Regions from separate parts of the Sus scrofa genome. Here all the other regions are linked to region 1. Evidence: chromatin contacts called from public Hi-C and HiChIP or PLAC-seq data. All regions are on one chromosome and are shown on one strand. Each heading gives the region's core, a stretch centred on a gene start, on an enhancer-like site or on the middle of the called end of the contact. The rest is flanking DNA. Distances are from core to core; before and after follow the strand shown.

Evidence for each region. A called contact is a pair of places that touch in the nucleus more often than the background predicts. HiChIP or PLAC-seq counts read pairs in DNA pulled down with a chosen protein or histone mark.
Region 2: a Hi-C map of skeletal muscle shows a contact between it and region 1, with 7 times the contacts expected there. The contact joins the promoter of ERCC5 here to the promoter of TPP2 in region 1. A contact is called at or near these places in 4 of 5 promoter capture datasets (fetal liver, fetal skeletal muscle and liver), 31 of 47 Hi-C or Micro-C datasets (adipocytes, adipose tissue, alveolar macrophages and 16 more) and 2 of 2 datasets of contacts at active chromatin or transcription factors (alveolar macrophages and skeletal muscle).
Region 3: an H3K27ac HiChIP or PLAC-seq map of skeletal muscle shows a contact between it and region 1. The contact joins the promoter of BIVM here to the promoter of TPP2 in region 1. A contact is called at or near these places in 4 of 47 Hi-C or Micro-C datasets (heart right ventricle, liver and skeletal muscle) and 2 of 2 datasets of contacts at active chromatin or transcription factors (alveolar macrophages and skeletal muscle).
Region 4: a contact with region 1 is called in an H3K27ac HiChIP or PLAC-seq map of alveolar macrophages. The contact joins the promoter of TEX30 here to the promoter of TPP2 in region 1. A contact is called at or near these places in 2 of 5 promoter capture datasets (fetal liver and liver) and 2 of 2 datasets of contacts at active chromatin or transcription factors (alveolar macrophages and skeletal muscle).

What each region holds. Positions count from the first base shown.
Region 1 is chr11:70,941,681-70,944,659 of Sscrofa11.1, reverse strand. TPP2 (tripeptidyl-peptidase 2) reads right to left here and starts at 1,518. Exons shown (of 30, transcript XR_002336739.1): 1 at 1,260-1,518.
Region 2 is chr11:71,140,415-71,143,393 of Sscrofa11.1, reverse strand. ERCC5 (DNA repair protein complementing XP-G cells) reads right to left here and starts at 1,571. Exons shown (of 15, transcript XM_021065898.1): 1 at 1,057-1,571. The coding sequence starts at 1,144.
Region 3 is chr11:71,109,369-71,112,347 of Sscrofa11.1, reverse strand. BIVM (basic, immunoglobulin-like variable motif containing) reads right to left here and starts at 1,491. Exons shown (of 10, transcript NM_001252098.1): 1 at 1,390-1,491. It overlaps KDELC1 (KDEL motif-containing protein 1), which reads left to right and starts at 1,858. Exons shown (of 10, transcript XM_021065899.1): 1 at 1,858-2,426. The coding sequence starts at 2,245.
Region 4 is chr11:71,083,522-71,086,500 of Sscrofa11.1, reverse strand. TEX30 (testis-expressed protein 30) reads left to right here and starts at 1,438. Exons shown (of 6, transcript XM_021065893.1): 1 at 1,438-1,581.

The DNA.
Region 1 (2,979 bases), core at 269-2,768:
TGCCAGACTCGAAGAATGAACAGGAGGAAGTAAGATTCCTAGAGGGATTCCCTACTGAGTCAGCCAAACTGGGTCCCTTTTTCCCCTGCATGACACCCTAACTTCCAAAATGCTACCTCAATTACTAGAGAGCACACACAATAAAAGATGGGGACGAGGTGTGGGGGCGATTATTAAACTTCAGCTTTTGAAGAAATACAGATGAAGGGACTGATACAAGGGACAGACAGCACACAGGAGGATTAGCCCAGGTTAGACTTTGGGGAGGTGGATCCTGAACAGCGGTGGGATTCTGTTTATTACTGGCTTTCAGTAAAAGGCTGAGGCTGAATTCAAAAAAGTCAAACTTTGAAGACTTTAATGAGAATGCTTTCAATGGAAAGACACATGTTTTAAAACGACCTTTGGGATGGTACCTTGACCTAGCGATTTCAAAGGTGCCTGAGGCAAAACGGGGTAATTTTAAAAAATCATAAAGTGCTGTCTTACATTTTGAGGCTGAAAAATAAAAATACAAAAGCATAATTTAATGCCGTCTGAAGAGTTCGCCAAAAACAAACTCGACTGGGTTCTTGTGTCAAACAAAGACTAAGCCATGCGTTTTCAATGACCCTAAACAAGCACACTGCAGAAGAGGATTTAAAAATAGAACACATAAAACTACCAGAGGAAACAATTCCGGAAGTTGACTGAGTTGTCTTCTTGAAAGCCGGCTCTTGCCTTTCAAGATAAACCATTCCTCCCCAAACCAAATCTCCCGAACGGCAGCGATAAAAAAGGAAGTTCACATGGGTCATTTGCCCCTATCTCCTCCCCACCCCCACCCTCCCGTAAATAATAAAACTGTGAAATCTCGTTTGCAAATAACAGGCACGGGGTGAGTGGGTTCCGGAGACACGAGGAACCCGCGAGGAAGCTGGCGAGGTGGACAGGGGCCTGAGGGCCCTGGCCTGGCAGCGCCTGGGAGGAAGGGGCTTCCCGGGCGACAGACGCACCCGGGAGCCCCGACCAACCCCGCGGGGCACGCAGCTTTTATCTGGGCCGGGATCACGGCCCAGCCGGGGCTCCCGGGCCCCGGGCCGTCGCCCTCCGCCGGGCCCCCGCGCCCGCCCTGCCCTTCACCTCTTTCCGGCGCCCTGGTCCCCCTCCGCCGCAGAGCGGGCTTCGGCCTGCGGGGCTCCGACGCCGCGTCCCCGGCCCGCCCGCCCGCCGGCTGGCCGCCCGCGCCCCCGCGCCCGGGCCCTCGGCGGCTGCCGCACCTGCATGCCCGGAGCCCCGGGGTCGACCCCGGTGTCCAGGACGGCGATGAGCACCCCCCGCCCGTCATACTCCGGGTAGCGGCAGAGGAAGGAAGCGGCCCCGGTCTCTTTCTTTGGGAGGAGGCCGTGGAAGGGGAAGGGCTCCTCGGTCGCGGCGGTGGCCATGGACGCAGGCTGGAGGGCGAGGAAGAGGCAAACTGCCAGGCTGCGCGCGGACAGGCGGCGCGAGGACACCCGGGCGGCCGCGGGCCTGGGCGGGGGCGAGGGGCGGGGCCGGCCGCCGGCCAATCCCGGCCCGCCAGGGAGAGGCGGCCAATCACGCGCTGCGACGTAAGCCAAAGGCGCCGCTCTCGGGAGCCGAGCGGAGTGTTGCCCGGGCCGCAGAGAAGGAGGCGGAGTTTGAGGCATAGCTGGAGGGTTCGGTTCTAGAACCCGGGGTCTTAAAGGGACGCACGTTTAGGGTTTTTAGGGTAAAGGGGCTGCCAAGCAAAGTCAGCATGTCCTGAATCAAAACCATCCCCGGCGGACGAGGAAGGAAGTGATCTGCCGGTCTGGAGTAGCAGGAACCCCGAGCTGGCCAGCGATGGCTTCTAACTTGTTGTGAAACTTCTCAGTCCGCCGCTGCAGCATCCCCAGGTGACCCGAGGAAAGGAGCCAGCTCAAGCACGCTAAACCCCTAGGAGTTGGAGATTGGCGAAATGCCGGGACATAAGTTTCTGAGAGAGAGCGCTTTGATTCAGGCGTTTAAGGATTGTGTTCCCCTGCCTGTCTCGAGTGTGTCCGTTTGAGCCGGGCCGGGGAGTAAAAAGGAATAAGGTGGGGAGGGACCAAAGCTTCAGTCAACTGGAAGTGGGTTTGTCCGTTTTGTCGGCCTTGTAACGCGGTACCAGGCAGAAGTGGGCCTCTCCTATCCTCACTGCTTAACGCTGGGCGCCAGGGGTTTCTGAAAAACATTCTTCTCGCTCTCCATCTCCCCCTCCTTAAATTGATGTTCTTGGTTGCTCCTAAAAGTTCCCCAGTTATCGAGCCCTAAGTTACAGTTTTTCAGATAATCAGTGGCGTCTATAAATTGCTTCATGGTACACTAGTAGCTCTTTCATGATCTTTCTGTCTGTATTCGTGCCAGGGTGATTTTAGTCGCGTGCGTGTGTGCCCGCCAATGACCCCTTTGGCAAGCCGGTGAGGCTTACAGACCCCCGTCTCAGAGCAATTTTAAGCTCAAAATGAAATAGGATTACAAAAGAAATTACGTTGAGATAGTTACAGAATATTAAAACTAACTTTGTTATGTGCCAATAGATTTATACGTGTGTATATAGTTATATATATGCTTCCTTACATTAAATAATAGGAACTAGCACCAAATCTAATAAACTACCATTATTTCAAAGTAGTAAAGGGCATAAATGATATCTTGAGATGCTTGTGACTATACTGTGATAAGAAGCTGATTTTTATTGGTGACGCTAACAGTAACTGCTAATACCACTCTGCTCATTGCCTGCATCTGTAGTTGAAGGAAACATTTAATTGAAAGGTTAGTGGAAATAAAGACTTTTTTTTTTCTCCTAAAGTTTTTGAATCCCTCAGATTCTCTCATGGGTTCCAAGTTCAAGAATGCCTGTTGTAAAGGGAAATACTCTGTAGACCAGTTTCCAATCCACAGGATTCGAAGGTTCTCCCTGAGGTCTCAAAAATGACTGTAAAGGCGGAGTGCCCC
Region 2 (2,979 bases), core at 322-2,821, 200 kb before region 1:
GCCATGACGGGAATTCTTACCTTACTTTACTTTTTTAAAAAAATCAATGTTCCATAATGTATAAGTTGTCCTTATATTAAAGTCAATGGCTCCTTTCCCTGAATTCCCAAGTACTCTGACACTGCATTTACCGCCGGACAGCAATTATTTACATAACTCTCCTCTCCACCCAGAGCGTGAGCTCTTAGGCTCATGCTTCTGGAATGGAATAGAATACACACACACACACACACACACACACGAAGAATTAGAGAAAAGAAAAAGAAAATGAAGAATTCTTAACGAAGAACAAGATATCAAAATTTCAGAAACAGCTTTCACATGTTTTGGTAATGAAAAACATTTAATTTCAAAGATACAACAAAACAGCTAAACATGCACACAAACCACAGTCCTTAAAAATGTCCATCATAGAGGCTAGAAAGAATATAACTCACTGTATACGTTTTGAGATACACTCGCCGTTGTAACATATGAATTTCCTATTTCAAAACCCATAACAAAAAAATAACAACAGTTATTTTCTCTCTTTTTTTTAAGGAAATGGTAAAACATTCGCCCACACTTTTCTTCCTCTAGCAAACATAAATGCAGCAAGACCCAGGACAGCAGACAAAACTACCGGCAGGAAGTCTACTTCGTTTTCTCGTTGCTGACCTCCCAGCCAGGATGATACTTTTAAGATTTACAGTATTAACAGTGCCAGACACTGTTCTAAACTCCTTTCATTAAAATAATCCCCATAGTCCTCACACCAACCCTGTGTGTGAAGCTCATTGTCAACCCCACTCTACGGATAAGAGAATGAACGCATAGAGAGAGGTAAAGCACGGCCCCTGGATGATAAAGCCAGAACTCCAATCCAGAGCGGTGTGACCGCAAAGCCGAGGGAGAGGAGACGCTTGGTAAGGAAACGTCCCGAAGGAGATCCTATCTATACCCACCCGCCATGTGAGACCGTCTACCTACAAACGCCACTCAGCCCCACGGAGAACCGAAAGCAAAATCCTGGCGCCAATCACTGCCTCTCCCGCACTGACGCCGCGTAAAGGATACCCACGGCAAGGATCTTGCCCTCCAGCGTCTCCGGGTTGACCTGCCGCCCGGAGCACTCCAGCAGCTTCCAGAGCCCCTGGACTCCCATCAGGCAGGTGGTCCTCCGAGCGCAACGCGGGGGCGGGGTCGCGGAAGACCTTTTGCTCCAAGTGCTCCACAGCGGGCTGCGCCACCTCCCCGGATTCCAGGGTGGGGTCCCCCGCTCCCACTCAGCAAAGATGGAAAACAAGAGCCCCGCGGCTTTCCAGGGGAAACCGGCACCGACGACAACAGCACTTCCCAGAAGCTGACACTGACTCGCCGAAGAAAGACGGGGCGAGAGAAGGTCGGCAGTGGGGAGAAGCAGGTCTTCGTCTCGCCCAGCACTTTGGCCCAAAAATCTGCAAGCTTAACGAACGACTGGGGTGATGGCACAGTGCCCGCCAGATAAACAGCCAGAAAACTTGCCTCCCACAACTCCTGTCTCCTCCCGTGGTTCCGTAAACTCCCTCGAACTGGAGCCTCTCGGATTCCGTCTAAGGCGGCGCACAGGGCGGAAGTTCCGGCTCCCCCACTGACGTACATCCGCTGCGCCCGTGGCACGCCGGAAGTGAGGGAGCGGTTCAGCGCCAGTGTGTGTGGGTTGTCTGTGTTGTAGTTTCTCCACTCTGGTGTCCTGTGGTGGTTAAGCGTTGAAACCACGTGCGAAGCGTCTGCCTTCAAAGGTTATGGATTTTTAGGTGTTTTTCCCGTGTCGGTTTCTTCCCCCTGAGCTGCCGCTTGTGAAATCTTTTAAAACCAAGTATTTGTTTTACCCGAGTGGCGATAACAGAAAAATGGACGCTTTGGTTGGTGTTTTTTAAGTGCTAAGTCTTCGTTTGTCCCATAACTTGTAACTAAATAGTAATACGATTTAAATTCTTAACTCCTGAAATATAGTTTTCTCCGGCATCTAAAATTTTAGGATGTCACGGCTTGTAGGTCAAAAAATAGCAAGAAACTAATGCCAGAGTAGCTCCTGGAAAGGCGGTGGCTTGGACCTTCACGCCAAGATTCCCCGAAGGAACCACGTTACGGTGTTTGAATTGTTGGAGGCATTTTTTTTTCGAGTCTGTTTCTCCATCTGTAAACTGGACGAGCATAAAACCTGTCCTGTCTTGCAGGCTGCGTTCAATGAGAATCAGAGACGATGTTTGCAAAGTACTTAATCACTAGTAGTTACTAAATGAAAGCTTTATACATCGTGATTCAGATTTGCACTGTTGAAAATAGCTTCAAAATCAGTGAAAAGTTGATTAAAGATCAGTTTTTAGCATAGCTATTTTTATGCCCAAACAGATGATTCCCAGTAGCCTAGTTGACTTGACCTAGTCACAACTAATTTTCTGTCAGGGATAATACTGACAAAGTGCTTGTTTGCGTTTGCTCCATGTGTAAAGTAATACAGAGAACTGTTGTTCATGCATGTATATTATGGGAATTAATATAATTGCCTATTCATCGTCTATGCTCCCCCCAACAGAATAGACTGTAAATTTATTGAAAAAGTATTTTCTTGATTGTTATATACCCCACTGTTGATATTTAGCAGGAATAAATATTTATTATTTTATAAATAATTGCCTAAATGAGCACTTTCAGCCTTAGCTCTAAAACTCTGCAATGCATCTTACACCTTGTTGATAAAGAATTTTCCTCAAGAGTCAGTCTGATGTTAGTTCAGATCCTGTGAGCGATGTGATAACCCTGTGTTATGGGCTTAATTGTGTCACCCTCCAAAATCCCCAAGTTGAATCCCTAACCTCTAGTAGAATGTGACGATTTGGAGATAAGGCCATTTAAAGTTGATTAAGTTAAAATGAGGCCTTAGGATGAGTTAATCCAATCTGACCAGTGTCCCTATCAGAAGAGGAATCTTGGATACTCAGACACTAAGAAAGGTGC
Region 3 (2,979 bases), core at 242-2,741, 170 kb before region 1:
GGCAGCACCTAAGGCTCAATTTAATGAGCACTCATAAAATCAGATCACGAGCAACAGAACTACTGTTTAACTGTGTGCCCACACAATTTTATAAAGTGGCCAGCTTTAAATGTCCCGTTGGAATAACGATCCTGAAGTCACTGGAACGAATTGTTCTGCACAATAAACATTTGCATGGCGAGGGTGGATTATTCGCCCGAGGGTCAGATCTCGGTCCTTCCTCCCCCTCCAACCCCCAGCCCCTCCCCACGCCCTCCAGGCCCTTCCTCCGACAGACCTGAACCCCTTCCCGGACAGAGGCGCCGGCCTCCTAAGGATATCCGGAGTTCCCCGCGCTCCGGGCCAGCGTCGAGCTCAGGCTGCGGGACGGCGAGCCGAGTTCCCACCGCCCTCCTCTGCGATGCTCGCGGCGCCGCCGGGCTCGGAGGCCGCTGGCACCGAGGCGACAGTCGCGCAGGCAGGTCTCTGCCGCGCGGAGCCGCTACGCGCGGAGAGGAAGGAGCCGAGCGCGGCTACGCCCCCTGCCCGCGCAGCTCCGAGCTCTCCGCGCCCTCCCGAGGCCGGTGCGTCCCAGGGGCAGGAAGCCGGAGTCCTCGACTAAAAAGAGCCGGCGAAGGCCCACGTGTTGTCCGCCTCCAACCGGCCCGGGGGACCGAGGACGCTGGGGTGCTCCCGCCGCCCAGGCAGATGGGACGCGGGCAGTCACTGCTCCTGGGCAGAAAGAGGGACTCCGATTCGAGCTTTTGAACGCACGAACCGACATCATTACTGATGACAACTGCCCAAAAGAAAACCGTCAAGAATCCCCCGTCTTAGCCTCTGCCCAGGCCCGCTTTGGCTGGCGGTGCCACCGGCCCATCAGAGTTAGAGGGCAGCTGGCAAGGTTGAGAGAAAGGGGCAAGGGGAGGAGGAGGCTCCCGGTACGATTTCGGAGCTGACCGTGAACCCTCCCGTGACCACGCTGGCTCCGGGTGTGCTGGGGAGAGGGGACGGCCACCGCACGCTCTGGGCCCGGGCCCTGCTGAGCGTGGCGTGGAGACTGGCGCCAGACAGGAGCCACCGGTATCGCGCAGGCCCCTCCAAACCGGGCTTTGTTCCCAAGAGGACTCGTCCCTTCTCTCCCTGGCGCTTCCCTCCACCCTGCGGCCCGGCTCTTCACCCCACCTCTTCCCAGAAGGACAGGCACCCACACAGTGGCGTCCACCCGGATGCCCATCGGCCTCAGGCGAGGCCTGCGTCCCCGGCCACGCAGGAGGCGATGGCGGCACAGAAAGCAGGCGGGCGGCGGCAGGCCTGGCCCGCGGCGCTCGGGAGACCAGCGGAGGGCCCAGCGTGCAGGGTGCACAGGCGCTCGCTACCACCTCGTCTCCTGCCCACAGCCCGCTATACCTCTGGCCTGTCCGGTGGGGTCGGGTCGCTGCAGCCCGCGGCGAAGCCCGGCAGTGGTCCTGGATCACAGCTCCCAGCGCGCGGCCCGCGACGCGCCTCTGGTTACCCTGGAGCGGGCGTCTCTCGTCCCATCGGAGCGCGCGGGGACAGCGCCCTGACTGCTGTGCCGGGCGACCGATGGTCAGATATCATTGACAACACCTTCCTTTCACCGTGTTTTACACCTGCCCTCTGCACGTGCGGAGATATGACGACAATTTAAAACAAAACAAAACAAAACCTTAGCTGCGCCTCCAGACCCACGCGCCCTCTATTAAGCGTCTACTATTGATCTGTCCGCTGAAAGCGGGGACCGCAAAGTAAATAAATGAGTGAGAGATGGTCAAATCTGGCAGGATTTCCGCCAGTTTGTCGCGAACTACACGTCCCAGGAAGCACTGGCCCCGGGACGCGTGTCCCTTCCGCCATCCACTTGGAGGAGGCTTTACTCAGCCCCGGCCGACGCGCGGGCCAATCCCATCGCTTTGCACCTTGGGCTGGAACCTGAGATGGGTTCGCCCCCAACGATGCTCCAATTACAGAAGCAACGCAAGTTTGTCATTGTCCCGAGAAAGCGGAGCAGCGTGATTCTTGCCCATTTCAGCAGAACTGCTGGCATCCTTCAGCCGGTGGAGCCAGCGCTCCTGTTGTGATCTTTCCAGGGAGACCCACGACCCTGCCCAGCACAGCAAAAGACCCTCTTGGAGCCGCGACCGCTGCCCGAATCGGCGGACTTGCCCCTGCCCCAGCCGCGGCTGGTTCCGTACACCTCTTCCACTTCATTCATCTGTGGATGATTTTGAGTCCATCTTGTAAATGTTTAGCATTTTGCTGCTTTACTGCTTCTTTCTGGGGACAGTTCCAACACTGGCCGAGACCGGCGGAGAGAGGCGAGTGAGCCCGGAGAAGAGCGAAATATGGGGCCCCGGGCTCAAGGCGGCTGTCGTCCTTCCCGCGCGCTATTTCTATATTCAGGCGGTGGACACATCAGGAAATAAGTAAGTCGAGCATTGGCTCCCTGTCTGTTTTTGGAATGCATTTAAAACTTACGGTTTCTCCATTCAAGTTTTTTCCGCGCAAGAACTCGTTTCTCTACAGCAGTTTAAAATCCAGGTTATTTGGGTGCTGTTCACATCTAGTAAAATTTTCCCCGTCCCAGTCAATTTTTCTCTGTAGCTTTGGAAATGATATTGAATTAGCCTTTCTCCTGGCTGTTTTGATAGGGCTTCCCACGTGACCGGGGAAGAAACTCTTGCACTTTGCTGGAAGTACTCCTTCTAATTACTTGTGCATAAACTGTTATAAAGAATTTAAACCCAGTTATTAAGAAACTGGTTGGTTTCACTTTTCTCTGGTGCTCCCTCTGTTTTCAGGCAGACCTCTTTAGGTAAGTGTGTTTTGAAACTCCAAAATTAAAGCACTATTTAAAACTTTGGAGTTGAGGGGGGAAAGTAACAAAATATGAATCTCCTATATGTTTGTTACAACTTAATTTCATTCCATTAAATTCAACAATTAAAATGATGCTTAAAACGTATTTATAGAAAGATA
Region 4 (2,979 bases), core at 189-2,688, 140 kb before region 1:
TGCCATTTGCAGCAACATGGATGGAACTAGAGACTCTCATGCTGTGAAGTAAGTCAGAAAAAGAAAGACATATCATATGACATCACTTATATCTGGAATCTAATATATGGCACAAATGAACCTTTCCACAGAAAAGAAAATCATGGACTTGGAGAATAGACTTGTGGTTGCCAAGGTGGAGGGGGAGGGAGTGTGGTGAATTGGGAGCTTAGGGTCAACAGATGCAAACTTTTTCCTTTGGAGTGGGTTAGCAATGAGATCCTGTACTGGGAACATAGTTAGCACCAGGAACTGTGTCTAGTCACTTATGATGGAGCATGATAATTTGAGAAAAAAGAATGTATACATGTATGTGTAACTGGATCACCAAGCTGTACAGTAGGAAAAATACTGTATTGGGGAAATAACAATTAAAAATATAAGAAAATAAAAGTCTAAATTTAAAAAAAAAAGTTTGTAATTCAAGAAAATGCTTGAGAAAAATGACAGTAAGTGGTTTTCTGCATTTTATTTCCTTCCATGTCCTGTGACAGAAAAGAAGGTGATTATAAACTGCCCTGGGCTTGGGGCAAGAGTCATTAATTCAAGGCAAATTGATTTGCCACTAATCATTCCATACACAGGAGATTCAAAATAAAATAACAACAATAAAGATGGCTGCCTTCTGTCCAGGAAGAAGACAGACAAGTTCATGGCATGCTGAGCGACTAGAGTAGAAGGATAGAAGTGCGCCTGAGATTAGGGAAGGCCTCACTGAGAAGGTGGTATGTGAGGCCCCGAGGAGTTCAGCTCCAGCCACTGAGGTCTTTTCAAAAACAGTGAAGAGCCAAAAGCCCTGCAGTGAGTCTGATGGGTTTGGCTATGAGACTAGTGAAGAGGTAGTAGTTGGAGCTGAAGGAGCCAGGGAACCGAGAATAGTAGGATATAGATAAGAGGTAAATCTAAAACCTTGGTCTTTGCAAGGCCTTCTTTAGCTTTGATTATGGGCGAGATGAGAAGCCTTTGAAAAGTGTTGAGGGGTGGGTGTAAGTTTTAACAGGGTCCAGCTGGCTGCTGCACTGATCAGTAGCAAAAAAGTGGGGGCAAGCGTGTGAACCATCCTATTCCAACAATCCAGGCAAAGCAGGAGGTGGGGCTCGGACGGGTCTTGTGGAAGTGTGAGAAGTAGTTGGGTCCTGTACACATTTGCAAGTCGAACAAACAGGACTATTGATGGTGGGGTTTGGCAAAAGAGAATAATCAGAGTCGACCCCGCGTGCAACTGCTGGAATGTAGAGGCTGGGACGGGAAAGCGTCCTGAGCAGAGGAGGTCGGGCAAGAGGAAGCGACTGAGGGCAATTCTCCCGCCCCGCAGGTCGGGGAGGAGGCGCAGCTGCAGCCGCGCGGGCAGCGGCGGGAAGACTCTCGTTCCCAGCGTGCTCCGCGCGCCCGGCCGCGCGCCCGGGGGGCGGGGCCTGCGCGCGCGTGCGCCGTAGCGGGACGCGCGGGCGGGTGCGGCAAGGCGGTCCCTTCGAGTGTGGTAGTTTGCTCCCTGAAGGGAGTCAGGGCGGTTAGGTGCTCGCGGCCACTTTCCCGTCCCCGGTAAGTGCGGCGGCGGCGGCGGCGGCAGCGGTTGGGGACGCCAGATGGGGATGGCTTCCGAGGGCCCCGGGGGCCTCCCGCGGACCCGTCTGAGGCGGCTCGGGTTAGCGGCCGTCGCCCCTCAGGGGCAGTTGGGCGGCCCCCTGAGGCGTTCGGCGTCGGTTCGCTCCCGCGGGCGGCGGCCGCTGGGGCTTCGCGATCGGGAGGCGGAATGTGGGTCGGTGCGGGCGGGGAGAGCCGAGCGGCTCCGGCCTGGGTCCCGCGAGGCGGCCTCGGAGCGGCGAGGGTCGCCCGGGCCCCGGCGACGGCCGCGGCGCAGCCCCGGGGCCGGTGGGCGGAATAGGACGCTCCTCGGGCGCCTTTGAGCCCCCAGCCCCGCGGAACCTCGCCTCGAGTTCCCCGTGTACGGCTTGGCGTTGTTGCGGACGCGGCCGGAGCATCGACCCCCCGGAGGACTTGAACTCTTAACGTCTGTGTTTGCCCCGCGATCCCCAACGTCCCGCCCCGACGTGGTCGGTAACGCCCAGGCGTTCTGCCAGCTGAAGGTTCCTGGGTTGGTGGCATCCGCAGTCACACAAGTCACTCTCGAAAACGCTCAGGACGTGGGCACACGACCCGGTACGATTGATCATCGCTGCCTCTCCCCCAGGGTGGTGGAGACGCTTCCAGCCCTGCCCCATCTGACCCTAAAGCCCGAGTTGTAACCTCGTCGGTCTAGACCACGTTCCAGTTCAGATTCCCAAGTAGTCCAGCTTGCGTGCACCGTTGTGAGCACACTGTCCGTCGTGAATTCTGGAAGGGGATGGAGTTTCCTTGAATAAAACAAACACCCAAGCTGTTGAGGAATAGAGAGTGGATAGAATGCACGTCCAATTTTACTCCCTCCTAAAATCTCGCTAACATTACCGTAAAGGGACACAGACCCGCAAAGAGGGAGAGAATATGGGGAAGCAAACAACAGCAAGAAAATACTGGGCTCCAGAAAGCAAGTGTCTTAGCAGATTGGCCACATTCTAAACCGTGGAAAAGTTCTATTTAAGCCACACACAGAGTCTTGGAAATGTGCAGAGACTGGCAGCCAGGGACACTTTGGGAACTGGCAGTGAAAGGCGCGGTGCTGGGGATGGATGAGAGGACTCCATGTCCACTCAGGTGAGGTCTAGATATCTGCATCTCCTTCCCCACATCACACTGTTGGTGACTGCTTCTCTCCCATTAGAAGCCAAGCAGGCTATTCTCTTGAGAACGTAAAACAGGTCTTTGCACCTGGGGACCCCAGGCACACTTATGAGGCTACAAGTGTGAAAACAGGGACAATGAAGACTGAAGTTCATCCTCCTACTCCTCCAACTTAAATCCCAGAACTTTTGCAGCCAGTCTAATACCCTTCGGGCTCAA